Linked DNA regions of Sus scrofa: region 2 is linked to region 1. A link is a contact called in public HiChIP or PLAC-seq data. All regions are on one chromosome and are shown on one strand. The core of a region is the stretch at or near the end of the contact, and the rest is flanking DNA. Distances in the headings are between cores, read along the strand shown.

Region 1 (5,092 bases), core at 1,686-4,185:
CCGCACCCATGGCATATGGAAGTTCCCAGGCGAGGGGTCTAAGTGGAGCTACAGCTGCCAGCCTACACCACAGCCACAGCAACGCCAGGTCCGAGCCGAGTCTGTGATCTACACCACAGCTCATGGCAATGCCAGATCCTTATCCCACTGAGCAAGCTCAAAGATTAAACCAGCATCCTTGGAGTTCCCGTTGTGGCTAAGTGGGTTACAAACCCAACTAATATCCATGAGGATACCGCAGGTTTGGCCCTGAAAAAGCAAAAGAAAGAAAGAAAGAAAGAAAGAAAGAAAGAAAGAAAGAAAGAAAGAAAGAAAGAAAGAAAGAAAGAAACGCATCCTCACGGATGCTAGTCAGGTTCATAACCCACTGAGCCACAATGGGAACTCCTATTTGGGGTTCTTTAAACCAGAGAAAGGCCACTGAATACAAGATTCCTTCTTTGAATAAACTTGGAGGTTTCCCAAAGGGAAGCAGGGCTTGTATGGATGATGGGGAGGTTTCTGCCAAGCTTTATCTCAAGTTCATCTGACTGATGACAAAGACAATCTTATACCTGCTTGTGCAAAACTTTAAGGAGTCCTTGAGTCAGGCCTGTGTCTGTTTTCTGAGTGGCCATGGGCATTTCAATTCTGTCCTTTACAGGAAGTGGATCTCCTCTTGACAAAGCTGAAAAATACCTGACAACGACATGCATTGCTGAAGGCTCATCTGTGCATCCAGCTGACTTCATGCACTTTCATCAGTGACCTCAGAGGGAGACAGTGATGACGGAGGACTGTGCTAGGTCCCTGGCCCAGCCCCTCTACTCAACTGACTTAACATTCTCCACATGCCTCAGTTTCTCTGTCTGCAGAGTGGGGAGAATGGTGGCCCCTGTCTCAAGGCCCCCATCTGCACTCCTGGGGGTCTCACGACACATGCTAATCTCATCAAGTAGATGCCACTAGAGGTCCTGAGATGTTGCTAGAGGAGGTGGAGGTCAGGGCCCCATGTGACCCAAGTGCAAGGGCATGGTCCAGTAGTATCATTTTGACAGCTGGGGACTTGGCCCTGCTTCTCGAGGGGCTTGATTTCAAGCATCTCTGCCTATTCGGGTCTCAGGCACTCAGAACAGGGAAGTCACCTGTTTGGCCAACTCAGGGCCAACCTCCCCTACTCTTCACCTTTCCTGCCTGGTATTTTTTTTTTTTCTTCAGTATTTTCCCACTCAATCATTCCTTTCTGGGACATGGATATTGGTGCTAATACTAGGAAGAAGCTGGGACACAGAGAGAGTCTGGGGCAACAAGACAGGAGGGGGACAGGACCCCGGGGGTCTGGCTGGAGGGTGAGGGGTGCCAGGCAGGGTCTTCTGGAAGCTCACTCTCTGTGGGTGCATGCAGCTGAGAATGGCTGCTGAAGCCACATCATTTGCTGCCCTCACAACCTTACCACTGTCAGAGAAATGCCATATCCAGGAAAATAAGGCACTAAATCATCCAGGGCTACCAGTAATAATTTCAAAGATACAAGTAGTTAGAAAACATCTCTGAACATGTAACAAAATGTAGATCAATAGATATTTGATGGACTAAAAGAAATTTTATATCTCATCCCCTTTTTCTCTCTCCACCCCCTCAAATTCAACTTTCACGCTCTTAGGACAAGTTCAGACATATTTTGTTAACTTAATGTCTGTTCCTAGAAGCAGAATGTTTGTTGCAATAAACTGTGACGCTCATATGCTTGAACTAAGCTGGGCAAAGTTTAACTTTACAGCAGCCTTGGGATGGTTACTTGACATAAACTAGTCTTTCTGGTTCCAATAACCTCAAAAGGTACTCAATCCTGGAGGATTTTCTGAAGACAAAGAATATAACCATAAGATTCTTCCTTGTAAAAATCATTTCACAAATAAAGGGACTGTGATAGTTCGAGTTTATAACACAAGGCAGAAACTTTTTACCCAATGTAACTGTTTTATAAATTTTAGTCTACTTGCATAAATATCACTCTCCAACAATAGAGCTGCCATTGCTTTGTAGATAAATGGGCATTTTGCAGTAATTTCTGGTCTCGTGGTCAATAAACCACGACGCTTCCTAGATAGATACTTAGGTGTAAATACCAAAACCACTGGTACCTACATTAGGTGTATGGTATCTACAATACTATATTAGGTGTAGATACCAATGCTAAAAAAGGTTTTGCCGGTACTCAGGGTACTGAGCATTGTCCAGGAAGGAGGACTCACTAGGCACGACTGGGCAAAGGGGACCAGGGGGCTCTCCAAGGTCCCAGTCCGGTGGAACTTACCCCGCGGACCACTGCAGCACGTCGGCGGGTTGGGTGCGGATCGCAGCCTTGGTGAACTGCTTCAGGATGTCTGGCAGTTCCGGGGGAATGTGGATCTGCTGTGCGCAGAACATGGTGTCGGGAAGCGGCATCGCTCTCCGCAGACCAGGACCAGGCTGGAAAGAATCAAGGTGTGCTGCGGAGGGAGAAAAGGCTGGTTGGCCAGCCCAGGACACTCGGAGAGACGCGACGGCCAGGGGACCCAGGGGCCGGGCCAGAGCACGGGGTCCAGGGTCCCCAGTTTGAAGCCTAGTGGAGGAAGAGGGTCTGGGGCGGGGCTGGGCGGGGTCCGGGATCTTGAACCAGGCCGGGGGTGGTGCGTTTAAACCAGGCCAGGGCAGGCTGCCCACCTTTCCTCGGGTTTGGAGGGGCCGGGGACCGGGGCTGGGCGGCAGTTTTGGGTTTGAGGGCAGGCCAAGAGGCTGGCTTCCTGAGGCGCCGGCAGCCGGCGAAGGCTCTTACCCGCTCCTCCGGTTCCTCGGAAAATGAGGGCCAACCGCTGGTTCTAGCGCAGACCCAGCAACTGGGCAGCAAGCCACCGCTATTGTTTCGCAGCGGTATCCAAGCAACCAAAACATGTGCGGGCTCCACCCCCTGGAGCCGCGCACGCGCACAAATGGTGGAGCAATGCGCTTGCGCAGTCTGGTTTCGCAGTCCTTTCCTTTACCTCGCTGTAGGAGCAGAACGTTTCACTTGAAAAGGACTTTTTTTTTTTTTTTCTTTTGATTAATTTAATTTTATTGGAGTAAAGTTGACTTACAATGGTGTATTAGTTTTAGGTGTATGGTAAAATGATACAGTCATGCATATAAATATATCCATTCTTTTTTCCCATATAGGTTCTTACAAACTACTGAGTAGATTTTCTTCTGCTACACAGCACGTTCTCGTTGCATCTCTTGTTTTTCTTAATTTTTTTTATTACTCAAATGAATTTATCACATCTGTAGTTGTATAATGATCATAAAAATCTGATTTCACAGGATTTCCATCCCACAGCCCAAGCACATCCCCCCACCCCCCAAACTGTCTCCTCCGGATACCATAAGTTTTTCAATGTCTGTGAGTCAGCATCTGTTGTGCAAAGAAATTCCGTCTGTCCTTTCTTCAGATTCCACATGTCAGTGAAAGCATTTGATGTTGGTGTCTCATTGTATGGCTGACTTCACTTAGCATGATAGTTTCTAGGTCCATCCATGTTGCTAAAAATGCTGATTTCGTTCTTTTTCATGGCTGAGTAATATTCCATTGTGTATATGTACCACATCTTCTGGATCCACTCCTCTGTCGATGGACATTTAGGTTGTTTCCATGTCTTGGCTATTGTAAATAGTGCTGCAGTGAACATCGGAGTACATGTGTCTTTGCGATAGATGTGTTTTGTGTTTTCTCTGGATAGATGCCCAGGAGTGGGATTGCTGGATCCAATGGGAGTTCTATGTTTAGTTTTCTGAGGAATCTCCATACTGCTTTCCACAGTGGTTGCACCAATTTACAATCCCACCAACCGTGTAAGAGGGTTCCTTATTCTCCACCCCCTCTCCAGCACTTCTTGTTTGTAGACTTTTGGATGATGGCCATTCTGGCTGGTGTAAGGTGGTACCTCAGAGTGGTTTTGATTTGCGTGTCTCTAATAATGAGTGATGTTGAACAACTTTTCATGTGTTTCTCAGCCATCCGTATGTCTTCTTTGGAGAACTGTCTGTTTAGATCTTCCGCCCATTTTTTGATGGGGTTATTTGTTTTTTTGGTATTGAGCTGCAGAAGGTGTTTATAAATTTTGGAGAGGAATCTCTGGTCAGTCGATTCATTTGCAAAGATTTTCTTCCATTCTGTGGGATGTCTTTTTGTGTTGTTTAGGGTTTCCATTGCTGTGCAGAAACTTTGAGGTTTTATTAGGTCCCATTTGTTTATTTTTCTTTTTATTGTCAATACTCCAAGAGGTGGATCTGATAATATGTTGCTGTTGTTTATGTGAGAGAGTGTTTGGCCTATGTTTTCCTCTAGGAGTTTTATAGTGTCTGGTCTTATATCTAGGTCTTTAATCCATTTGGAGTTTATTTTTGTGTATGGTGTTAGGGAGTGTTCTAAATTCACTCTTTTCCATGTGGCTGTCCAGTTTTCCCAGCACCATTTATTGCACAAGCTGTCCTTTCTCCATTGTGTAGTCTTTCCTCCTTTATCATAGATGAGTTGGCTGTAGGTGCGTGGGTTTAATTCTGGGCTTCCTATCCTGTTTCACTGATCTATATGTCTGTGTTTGTGCCAGTACCATGCAGTTTTGATGACTGTTGCTTTGTAGTATAGTCTGAAGTCTGGGAGCCTGATTCCTCCAGCTCCATTTTTCTTTTTCAAGATGTCTTTGGCTATTCTGGGTCTTTTGTGCTTCCAAACAAACTTTAAAATATTTTGTTCGAGGTCTGTGAAAAATGTCCTTGGTAATTTGATAGGGATTGCATTGAATCTGTAGATTGCCTTGGGTAGCATAGTCATTTTGATAATATTAAGTCTTCCAATCCATGAGCATGGTATATCTTTCCATCTATTTGTATCATCTTTGATTTCTTTCATCAGTGGCTTGTAGTTTTCAGAGTACAGGTCTTTTGTTTCTTTAGGTAGGTTTACTCCTAGGTATTTTATTCTTTTGGATGCGGTGGTAACCGGGATTGCTTCCCTAATTTCCTTTTCTGCTTTTTCATTGTTAGTATATAGAAACGCTATTGATTTCTGTGTATTGATTTTGTATCCTGCAACTTT
Region 2 (5,092 bases), core at 1,446-3,945, 160 kb before region 1:
TTATAAACATCTGGTTTTCTCTTGTTATTCCTTTATGACAGGGGTCTCAGACAGGAACTCAGAAGGGAAGAGACAAGGTTATTTTTCCTGCCTTATATCCCCTCTTCATCCTCAGCTCTGGTACCATGCCCTTCTACTTGACTCTGTAATCACACAACTCTCTTTTAAATTCACCTGAGCACCATGCTTTCTCAAATCTGGTGGCCTTTGCACAGGCTAGTCCCTTTGCCTAGAATATTCTTCCTTTGCTTTTAATCCAGCTACCTGATGAGCCATCTGTTTCAATGGAGGCTCTGCCCTGGTCCCCAAGCCTGGAGTAGGAACCTGAACCATGATGCCCTAGGCTCCACATTTCCATGTGGCTGTGGATTCCCACGGTCACCACAACCCTCATGACCCTTGCTCATAAGTCCAAAACTTTAACTGATTGGAAGCTCAATAAATATTTCGTTAAGTGAAAAGGCTGAAGGATTCCTATTTCTTCCTTGAAAAAAGCTCACTTATCAAAAAGGCTGCCAGGAATTCCTATTGTTGTGCAGCAGAAATGAATCTGACTTTTATCCATGAGGATGTGACTTCAATCTCTGGCCTCACTCGGTGGCTGGGCGATCTGGCATTGCTGCACTGCCGTGGGCTGTGGTGTAGGCTGCAGACAAATCTTGGATCCCGGGTTGCTGTGATTGTGGCTGTGGCTGGCAGCTGTAGCTCCGATTCAACCCCTAGCCTGGGAACTTCCATGTGCTGAGGGTACTGCCGCCCCTAAAAAGCAAAAAAAAAAAAAAAAAAAAAAAAAAAAAAAAAAAAAAAAAAGGCTGCTCAAAAGACTGCCAATTATCAAGCCATAACCCACATTCTCTAAAGTCACACAGCCATCACAATTATTAATTATTGATTCACTTAACATGTAACTGAATACCAATTATGGGCTAAAACCTTGCTTATTCCTTTATTCAAGGAAAAGAAACAGACAGTAAGCCCATGCTGCTCTAAAAATGGGACAATGTTACAAAATTTAGGGTTGTCTAAAGACTTGATTGTTCTGACACCAGGCACTCAAAAGGTAGTTTCCCAAACCAGGCCAGTAGAGGGAACTGTTGACTGGCACTATCAAGTCCCTGCAGCGTTGGAGAGAAGAGATTCTCTCCATGCAGAAGAAGGGAGAGTGCAGGGGGGAGCAGGGGAGGGCAGCCCAGACAGGCCTCCTCTCTGACACCGAGGGGCAGGGCCAGGTCCTGCGAGGAAGGCGCATTGCCGTGCCTGGTCAGAAAGGCTCCGAAAACTGGTGTTTAACAGGAAAGGCCAGGCAATGCTGGAAACCTCAGAGACTTCCCAAGTTCTAATTTATTTGAAACAGCAGAAACTGAGTAAAAGGAAAATGCTTCAAAACTCCATAAAAATCACAATGAGGTCAGATTAAAATCAGGACCGTGTGATGATAATAAAATAAGATAAATACAATGAAGAGGCATCTATTCCTGGCTCAGGCCAACTCATACACTCCCCTCTCAAGTGGGACCCTCCCGAAATCCAGGGTCCCATTAGAGTCGGCAGCCTGAGCCCATGGGCTATCCCCAGGAACCTCAGGGCCACCCAGTCCCCAGCAACAGTGACGTGAATAATAGCAGGCTGGCTCTCAAGGCATTTCCTCCAAAACCTGAAAGGTAAGTTCGAGGAATAATAAACAAGTTTGAAGGATGCCCAGGGGTTACTTACACGGAACCAACTTGATCTTACCCAGTTTTTCTCCCTGCGTCTTATTCCTGCTAAAGAGGAACAAGAAATGGAGAATGTGGAGTTCCCGTCGTGGCACAGTGGAAACAAATCCAACTAGGAAGGATGAGGTTGCGGGTTTGATCCCTGGCCTCGCTCAGTGGGTTGGGGATCCGGCATTGCTGTGAGCTGTGGTGTGGGTCGCAGACGAGGCTCAGATCTGGCGTTCTGGCGCCTCTGGAGTAGGCTGGCAGCAACAACAGCTGCAATTAGACCGTTAGCCCAGGAACCTCCATATGCCGTGGGTGCAGCCCTAAAAAGGACAAAAAAAAAAAAAAAAAGAAAAAAGAAAAAAAGAAAAAGAAATGGAGAATGTAAACACATAAAGCCTGGGACTGGTAATTCATTTCTTTGATAATCTTACTGCACTTTTGTTAGGGGGAGTATGGAAGAGAGGTTCAAATTATTGGCTAAATGAGATGGAGGGTTTATTTGAGGCTCTATTTTCATACATTCTCTCCACAGTAAAGGCCTACTTCAGATTTGACTGTATCTTTATTCTGCATAAAGATCCTTGGAGGTTAGGCTTTTCAGAGGACACCGAACAGGCAGATCAAGGCATCTGCATCTTAATTTGCACTCACAAATGCTGCGTGAGTCCTGTAAAAAGCCAGGACTCTCAGACAAGCTACACAGCCTAATAGCAAATAATGTAAACATGCAGTCGCTTTACAGTTTTTCTTAACCACACAGATTCTGTGGGGCCCCATGCCGGCCTGACCAAGTCATCTGGTGTCACTCCACCGCCCTGGCCAGCAACTTGTTTTGACGCTGAGGCGTGTGACACAACCCTGGCAGATAGAAACAAAGCTGTTCTGGAGGCTTCTGGAAATGTTTCCTATCTCAGAGAACAGATCTCATACAGGGCTTGGCTCCTCCTTCTTGAAAGCTCTCATGGTGTAACATGAAGCTATGCTGCTTGGAGCCGCCAGGCTGTCTGTGGATTGTGAGGGAAAGGTCAAGGGCATTTCTGAGAAGCTGGCCCTGGGTCCTGACATCACAAAGCCATGCAGTGAAGCAACGCCTCAACTGCCACCTTCAGACAGGTCATGTTGCAAGCCATTTCCTCATCGCTGAAGCCTGTTTCCCTATGTATTCAGTAAGTCGAACCCAAAAGGATCGTAACAGATCCTAGCATCCGATGATAATCAGGGAAATAAAACTGCAAACGTGAGATTTGGAGTGGCCTGACACTGAGAAAAGTCCCTTTCCAGGATAAGAACCCCCTTGGGAACATGGTGGGAGGTAGGAGTTGGCACAGGTTTCCTTAAAGCCACTTGGCAGGGGTTATATAATGTGCACATTTAAAACGCACAGGCCCTGGAGTTCTTGCTGTGGCATGGTGGGTTAAGAATCCAACTGCAGTGGCTCAGGTAGCTGCAAAGGTGTGGGTTTGGTCCCTGGGGCAGTGGGTTAAGGATAGGGCATTGCCATAACTGAGGTGTAGGTCACAGCTGAGATTCAATCCCTGGCCCAGGGAACTTCCATATGCCATGGGTGTGGTCATAATAAAATAGAAAATAAAACGTGCACGCTCTTTGATGAAGCAATTGAATTCTGAGAATCATCCATCCATTTCTTTTTTTTCCTTCTCTGCCTGGCTCTGACCTCCAAAAACTGCACTTGCAGGTTCCTTAGTCCTGAAGGTGCGGCTCAGCTGGGGCTGGAGGTGGGGGTGTGTGTGGGGGGGGTATGTGCCCTGCCCCCATCTACCTCCCACCTCAAGGGGCTCAGATGTCCAAGGTCCCAGCTCCTGGGGGCAGGGGGCAGCCCTCTGAGTGCCCCCTCTCTCCAGGGCCCACCCCTAAGCTCTGCCCACCCCCCAACAACAGTCCCCCTACAGATTCTCTACATTAGCCTCTGGGTACACCTGCCAGGATGCTGACAGGTAAGCCCTCCTCAGAAATGTACCCTGAGACACAAGACTTCACTCCAGCTTTGTCCATAACAAGCTCATCAGAAACCCCTGCACACTCGACTTTAAATTCAGGAGACAGGATTATGCGTACTTTTGCCTGTCCACCCACAGACCTAGCACTTAGCCGAGCACTTAGACATGAAGTGACTGCTGGGTAAATATTTATTTTAAATGAGGAACTTGCATAGAATGGATGGGCCAGAGTTTATTGAACTGTTATAGGATGTGAGGGATACAGCTGTGAACTTGCCATCACTCGGGTGTGCAACTGTAGGAACCAGGCAAAGTTCCTAGATCGATGGAATGGAAAAAGTTAAAATCACAAGCTCTCCAGAATTATCCCATTCATGTAAACAAAACAACCTTTTGAAAAGGAGAGAAGGAAGGGTAATCAGCTAGAATGCAATCAATCGATGAACTGGCGAGAGGGAAAAGAGACATTTCTTCTTCTTCTTTTTTTTGTCTTTTTTGGGCCACACCCATGGCGTATGGAAGTTCCCAGGCAGGGGTTGAATCAGAGCTACAACTACCAGCTTATGCCACAGCCACAGCAATGCCAGATTCCAGCCGAATCTGCAACCTGTGCTGTAGCTCACAGCAACACTAGATCCTTAATCCACTGAGCAAGGCCAGGGATCAAAGCCAAATCCTCACAGACGCTAATTTGGGTTCTTAACCTGCTGTGCCACAATGGGAACTCCAATATTGCTTCTTTTTTTTTTTTTTTTTTTTTATATTGCTTCTTTTTAAAAAAAAATACTTCCATGGTGATTTTTTGCTGTAAGCACGTGTTAGTAGACATCTTTTGGAATTAAGAAATCATAAAATAAATAAAACTGGTTGTGGAATTGGATTAAAATGGAATCATTTGATTCTATCAGCTAAAAAAGCCAAACAGCCTCTCTTTGGTCAAAACAGTACATAAAAGGCACAGACAGATGCTCAATTGCTCTTTTTTAGTCTCACTTTGATTTAGTGACAGCTCTGTGTCCTTCTGCTGACATCTCACCCAGGTCAGGTCAGTGCCCCTCCCCTCTTCAGCTCTAAGATCCACTGAGAGGCACCCCGAGCCCCCATTCTGTATGGGAGCCTGGCAGGCCCTAGTTCTCAGAATGAGATCCCCAGACCTCCAGCATCAGTGTCATCTGGAAACCCCCTTAAATGCACATTCTTGGCCCCCACCCCAGACCTGCACAATCCAAAAATCTGGGGGCCAGGCCCAGCAATCTGTTTTAACCAAATCTGGATTAAAACATAGATTACCACCCAGGGGTAATGATGATTCAGCTTGTAATCAAGATGGACCCTATGGGGCCTTCTCAGGACAGATTTCCCCCAACCACACACACACTCACACCATGTCCTCTGCCTACCTCTTGTTTATAGAAAAACTTTGGCCTCCTA

The links. HiChIP or PLAC-seq counts read pairs in DNA pulled down with a chosen protein or histone mark.
Region 2: an H3K27ac HiChIP or PLAC-seq map of alveolar macrophages shows a contact between it and region 1. The contact joins the enhancer-like site here to the promoter of ROPN1L in region 1. A contact is called at or near these places in 14 of 47 Hi-C or Micro-C datasets (alveolar macrophages, brain, embryonic fibroblasts and 9 more) and 2 of 2 datasets of contacts at active chromatin or transcription factors (alveolar macrophages and skeletal muscle).

The regions. Positions count from the first base shown.
Region 1 is chr16:41,142-46,233 of Sscrofa11.1, reverse strand. ROPN1L (ropporin-1-like protein) reads right to left here and starts at 2,935. Exons shown (of 6, transcript XM_021076812.1): 1 at 2,798-2,935; 2 at 2,297-2,471; 3 at 555-678. The coding sequence starts at 2,427.
Region 2 is chr16:202,609-207,700 of Sscrofa11.1, reverse strand. The region is part of intron 2 of ANKRD33B (ankyrin repeat domain-containing protein 33B); the gene reads right to left. Among named protein-coding and RNA genes, the nearest start is that of ANKRD33B, 56 kb to the right of the region's middle. Within about 2 kb of position 2,695, at least 28 of the 83 cell types and tissues checked have an H3K27ac peak or open chromatin away from gene starts, as enhancers often do. A contact at or near this core is called in alveolar macrophages, embryonic fibroblasts, mesenteric adipose tissue and 2 more, where this site is marked.